2 separate regions of the Arachis hypogaea genome follow, and region 1 is linked to region 2. Evidence: chromatin contacts called from public Hi-C data. All regions are on one chromosome and are shown on one strand. Each heading gives the region's core, a stretch centred on a gene start, on an enhancer-like site or on the middle of the called end of the contact. The rest is flanking DNA. Distances are from core to core; before and after follow the strand shown.

Evidence for each region. Hi-C and Micro-C count contacts between places; a contact is called where the count stands out from the background.
Region 1: a Hi-C map of leaf shows a contact between it and region 2, with 4 times the contacts expected there. The contact joins the promoter of LOC112701661 here to the promoter of LOC112703584 in region 2. A contact is called at or near these places in 2 of 8 Hi-C or Micro-C datasets (both in leaf).

The regions. Positions count from the first base shown.
Region 1 is chr7:78,701,136-78,704,425 of arahy.Tifrunner.gnm2.J5K5, forward strand. LOC112701661 reads left to right here and starts at 1,707. Exons shown (of 5, transcript XM_025752395.1): 1 at 1,707-2,084; 2 at 2,414-2,551; 3 at 2,731-3,290. The coding sequence starts at 1,707. It overlaps LOC112703586 (gamma-glutamyl hydrolase 2), which reads left to right. Exons shown (of 10, transcript XM_025755111.3): 10 at 69-274. The coding sequence ends at 102.
Region 2 is chr7:78,399,548-78,402,634 of arahy.Tifrunner.gnm2.J5K5, forward strand. LOC112703584 (protein HEAT INTOLERANT 4) reads right to left here and starts at 1,499. Exons shown (of 15, transcript XM_072199749.1): 1 at 1,362-1,499; 2 at 640-678; 3 at 481-534; 4 at 317-380; 5 at 130-188. The coding sequence starts at 1,499. It overlaps LOC112703582, which reads left to right and starts at 1,243. Exons shown (of 11, transcript XM_025755105.3): 1 at 1,243-2,067; 2 at 2,166-2,251; 3 at 2,373-2,439; 4 at 3,026-3,087. The coding sequence starts at 1,798.

The sequences.
Region 1 (3,290 bases), core at 457-2,956, 300 kb after region 2:
TTGAAAAAAAAAAAACAATTTTATTTGCATATAAAGTTATTGATGTTGATGTTTTTTGCTACTTGCAGAAAAGGATATGATGAAGTTTATCTCTTCAGATAGTAAAAATGGAGTCAATGGATGCTATTTTGGGCACTGTATTATCATCACTGTATGTTTCAGAAATAATATTTTTGTGCACAAAGGAGGAGAAACTACTCAGCTATCCTCATTAGCATGTTGTATTACATAACAATATCTTTTAATAATGATACCCCCAACCTTTGAATTCTTACGTTAGATAATATTATACATGATATCACTCGATTTATCATGACTAGAGTTAAGCTTTAAAATGGTCTCTGAAGTTGTACTTAAGTCTCAAAGTGATCTCTAAAATTAATAGTTACTCAAATATGTTTTTGAAATTGTACTCTGGGACTTGTAGTAGTCCTTAAGGCACTTTTTATCCATCGCTTGTCATAAAAAAACTGAGCTGGACTGATTGCTATCAAAATGAGTAACGGCTAGCTAATGTGGCAAAAGAAACTTTTTTTATACAATTTGGTTCCTTTCTCTCCTTTTAAAACCCTAATTTTTAAATTATCTTCACTTTTTGTCGACTTTTCCTTATTTTTTCCTTTGTTCTCTTGGCTGCATGCACTGCCATATTCTTCCATTATCGCTTTTCCACCGTCTACAACTTCGCCCTCTGCCTCCCATGCTCCCACCCCCACTATTGCCCACCAAATCATTGCAATCTCCAAAGTCCTCTCTGCCGCTCAAAGTTGCGATTGGTACTCCTACCTCTAGCTCAGCTCCTCTGACTTTGCCGACGACCTCTCCCTCCCTCAGCAACAGTTCAAGAAGCTTGCACTCCTCTTAGACACCAACACCTTCCCTTTCTTAGATGAAACCCCCACGTGCCTTGCGAGGCTTGGCACATTCTCGTTGATCCCAAAGGCGCCAAATATGAGGCACTTTTTAGACGGTGTGTTCGTATTGCTCAGTTCAATGTTGGTTAGTAACTAGTTTGGATTTCTTTAGGTTGTTGAGCATGATAAAAATAAAAAATACAAAGAAGAAAAAAGTGTGCTTGAGGTATAAGATCAAATGAAAGTTTTGTTTTTGATAACTTCAATTCTGATTTGGCTAATATCTATTATTGCATATAATAATAGATGGAGGATTGTTGATGATGTTGGGAACAAATTGAATCTAAATGTTCGTGCTGGTTTAAGTGACTCAAAATACTCTTAGCAAGTGGTTTCTGCTCGAGTTTAAAAGTATTATTTCTAGTAATTATATTACCAGTATTTATCCGGACAAAATTTTAGGAAAAATTCTCTTACTTGGTGCCAATAAGTGCTCCAGCAATTGTGTAGATCTTTAGGCACTGAATAATTTAGATATGCTCAGAGAATTAAATTTATACTCAATTGCTTTACACTAAAAATGGGACTGTGTAAAGTAACATTATCATTAATATGACTAGTTTTCGTTCTTATATTTTATAATAATTCATCTTAAATATGGCTCCTTGGGCTATCAAACGGCATTCATATACTTTTTTTTGTTGTTGTTGTTGAACTTATTCTTTTCTTCCAAAGGTATTATCCAATAAGAAGAAAAAGGTGAAAAAAAAGGAGAAATTTAAGTTAATGCAGCAATGAAAAAAGAATGAATGATTCAAGAAGTGGAAAATACAAACATTGTCAAAGTGTGAAATGGAGGGAGACATACTAAAGAAGCCAATTGAAGAAACGCAGAAGGAAAACAATGACGTGGGGGGTCAGCATATGTTCCAGGGCGAGAGTTTTTACTATGTGGAGCTCGCAAGTGATGAAGATCAAGAGGTAGGAAAGGAGGCACATGCAGATTGGGAAACTCAACTAGCCAAAAAGCTGGAAAAGAAGCTGAATTTAAAGAGGAAGCGGGAGTTCATACAGGTGCCACTACTAACACAAAAGGAATGGAAAGAGGAGCATGATGACAAGGAAATCAAGAAATTGAAGAACAACAGAGCTGTTCTGAACGTAGGAGAGCATCAGTTAGCAATGCATGATTCTGAACTCTTTAAGGGAGGTCAAATGGCTGAGGAGGCGGTCCTTAACATGCCCCAACCTCAGCCATGAGTATAATTAGCTGGAATTGTCGGAGAATAGCGGCTGCCCCGACAATCTCTGAATTATATAACCTATGTAAAAAAGTTAAGCCGCTAATAGTGTTTTTAATGGAAACTAGGGCCAGTAAAGAAAAAATGAATAGGATAAGAAGGAAGTTGTATTTTGACAATATGTTTTGTGTAGAACCCCGGGGACTGTCCGGAGGTCTATGTTTGCTTTGGATATCTAATATTAGTATGAATATTTACGAGTGGTGTGACAACTATATTAAAGCCAATATTAACATCAATAATGATTTGAAATGGCAGGGTATTTTTGTGTACGGGAATCCAATTTTTCAGAAGCGGAGGAAGCTATGGCAAGAGCTAACGGTAAGTAACATGAACAAGGAGGAACCCCAAGCTTACATGGGTGACTTCAATGATATTTTAAGTCAAGATGAGAAGGTAGGTGTCCATCCTCAACCAAAAAACTGTTTAGAAAATTTGTTGATGATAATGGCTTAATGGATGTTGACCTTAAAGGAAGTAGATACACTTGGTTTAGTAATCCTAGAAATAATTTTGTTACTAGGGAAAGACTAGATAGGGTGTTAGTGAATTGGAAATGGCTGCAAATGTACCAGAATGTTATTCTTAAGGCTACTCCAGCTATAAGTTTGGACCATTGTGCACTTATTTTAGAAACTCAGCTGCGAGGACGGATAAAAAAAGAGTTCAAGTTTGAGGCTTTTTGGGCAGATCACGAGGAATGCAAAGAAGTGATCAGGAATAGTTGGCAACAGGATGAGGGAAACAGGAATTGCTGGAATCAATTCATAAGGAAAAGAAACAGATGCAAAAGGGAGCTAATCGAATGGAGTAGACGAAAATTCAGGAGAGCAGACAAAGAAATAGAAAGAATGAAAACAGAGTTACATAAGATCCAAGAAGCTGATTTGATGGATAGAGACCAAGGAAGAGAGAAAGAATTGAAGACCAAAATATCAGAACTTTGGAAACAAGAGGAAAAATATTGGGGTCTTAGATCAAGGCTGAAATGGCTAAAGTGGGGCGACAAGAATACAGCCTTCTTTCATGCATCGACCATCCAAAGAAGAATCAGGAACAGAATAGATATAGTGAAAGATGGAACGGGTCGGTGGATACAAGGGGAAGCAAACATCATGAGGCTAGTAGAAAGGCA
Region 2 (3,087 bases), core at 249-2,748:
TCGATATTTGCCTAATAAAGAATTTAATTTTTCATGATAAAAGAATAAATAAAAGATACCTCAAGCAATGATCAACTTAGCTAGAAGATTTTAATGTAAGACAGAGCTCAGTTTGAGTAGGAAACTTACAGCGACAATAATAGGTACGAAGATAACTTTTTCTACATCTTTAAAGCAGACTTGTTGAGCTGCATACCATGTCAAAAGCATATATAGATGAATGCCCAAAATAAGTGACAATGTTAACCTACATAAATATCGTCAATAGGGATGCAAAGTAATGAAACGAAACAAATAAAAGGCTAGAAATACTTACGCTCAGTGCAACCAAAAAGGTAAACCCTTTTCCCATGTAGAACACCGCCCTCTTCAAATGCATCCTGAAAACAATTTAGAGATCAAATTAGTAAGCTAAATTCTTAAGACCAAATACAGAACTACAAAATCAAAGGAAAACTTGTATTTGACAACTAAACTCACTTCCAGATTAGAGAAATTCCACTTGTACTGATATACAGAATCCAATTGGTCCCACTGGCATGATAATACGATGGAGGAGGTAAGAAAGAAAAAGGCAAAAAAGGAGGACAATTCAATAATCAACTTAAGAAACTAGTAAATCTAAACAAATGAACAAACCTCTGTTCCAACAAGGAAAACTTCTCTCCACAAATCTTCCTATAAAACACAAATCAACAAATATTTATTTATCAGTAGAAGCATACATGTATACTGATGGATAAATTCAAGAGAATCATTTATCTACTATTTGGAATTTTACTATATATCAAATCTACGAGTCTCTCAACAAGCTGATAATGCAAGTGGTGCTCACTTTAGGAGTTATATCTTAAAAACTGATTCACTTTCACCCATAAGCTTCATTTCGCTTCAATTTTACTCTTAATGTTTTATTTCGTTTCAATTATACCTTTTCCTTCAATTTTGTCTTCTGTGCATTGAAGAACACCCCATCTTCTTCCTCAATATCTGCTCCTCAACGTTGAGGTGGAGAAGAAACAGTATTGTTGGTGGCATTGGGGTTGTAGCAGTGGCAGAAATGGTAGTGGTGGCAATGCTGGTGCCTGGTGGTTGGGGAAAGGAAAGGACTTGATAGGGGACTTAATGGCGGTGGGGCCGGATGATGATGAAGAATAACGGTAAAAATGAAAAACAAAATTGACTAATCTTTGACCATAAAAAATTGAAACAAAATAGAACATTAGGGGTAAAATTGAATCGAAATAAAACTTAAAAATTAAAATTGAAATCATCATCAAATGTTGAGCATATACAATATATCTTTCCCAATAAAAATAAAAGCTACATTGTGGAAGCAGAAGCAAGTAAAGCGTGGTTACCAAGTTGCGCTTCTCCTCGAAGTACTCCTCGTGGGGCTTAGGGTTAGCTGGAGATCGAGAAGGTGATTTCGTGGAATGTTTCTTGTTTTGTTGTGGGCCATGTTGGGGTTCTCTCTTCCTCTTGGTTGCATTCCTCATTGTAGAAGCAATGCAATTGAACTAAAGATGAATTGTATTGATAGATGAGGAGATGAACGAAGGAAAAACGGTACAGAGAATATGCCCCTATTTGAGTTGGGTGCTCACTCCAATTCACAATCGAATTCACTAAATTCTCTACTGAACTTTCAATAGGGACTAGGGAGTGAAGTAGTTGAGAGATTGACACCCTGGTTTGTGGTTTCTTTGGTTTTGAAGAGGAACAATCCAACATCTTTGAAATCTCCGTCTCACTATAATACCCCCAAGCAACATTTTTTCTTATTTCTGCAACCGAATGCAAGCTTTGCTTCACCATTCCCCTCTTATCCGAACCTCACATTCTTCCTTCTCAGCTATGGCTTCTTCTTCTTCCCTCACTCTCCCTTCTCTCTCTCTCAACAACTTCCCTTCTTCCTCATCAAATGCACATTCTAGAACCTTCAACCTTCCCCTCCTTCGATCTACGGTTTTCATGAACGTCGCTTCCGGATCTCAGGTCTCCGTTCTCAACGATGCTCCCTTCTCCGATTACAAACCCTCCAACGCTTTTCTTTTCCCCGGTCAGGTAAACGGACAATTCTGATCCGCATTTTTTATTTCATTTTTATGAATATAATATATTTTTTTATTCGATTTATGAATTTCTGTATTGATTGATTGCAGGGTGCACAAGCCGTTGGAATGGGAAAAGAAGCTCAGAATGTGCCTGCTGCTGCTCTTCTGTATAAGAAGGCAAATGAGATATTGGGGTAGTTGCTGATTTCGTTTTATAATAATTATTTTCTCATCTTTGTCTTTTTATTTATTTATTTAAATTCTATGATTCTGGGTTCCTTGTTGTAACTGATATTGTGTATTCTCTGCCTTCAGGTATGATCTTCTTGATATATGCATCAATGGCCCAAAGGATAAGTTAGATTCAACTGTTCTTAGCCAGGTAAAGTGGTAAATCTTTTTTTACTTCTTTTTGGGTAGTCGTGGTTGTTTTTTTAACAATCTATTGAACATGAATTTAGAATATAGGGTACATTCATCTTAGTTTTATCGTTAAAATAATTAGTGGAGTATTATGGAGTTGGTTTATGTGCAAATAATTGAGCTAGGCAACTTTAGTTAAATGATTGCTTGTCATGAGGAGGGTAATTAGTTTTGGTTGGATGGATATTTTTACAGTCAATTCACAGATTGCTGTTGTTAACTTGTGCCTCCAGCATGTGTATTTCATTCAACATTTTTATAATGTGCAAATACTAAATAACTTTGGCAGTTAATTCATTCCTGGGTCAAATCCCACCAAGAATTTTTCTCCTCCTCATTGTGTCTTTATTTATATTCAAGAATAAAATAAAAGAATTAGTGAAGTAATAAACAAATTCGCCTTTAATAGAGATCTTTTATGATTATGGTATTATATTAGTGAGTCCATACATAGTTATCCACCAGTCTGTTCTCCATGTTTATTTTTGTCGCATATAAAGATTTACATGGGCATAATGTTAACCAATTTTTTTCTACTTCTTCAGCCTGCTATTTATGTCACAAGTCTCGCTGCTGTGGAGCTACTCCGTGCACGAGATGGAGGACA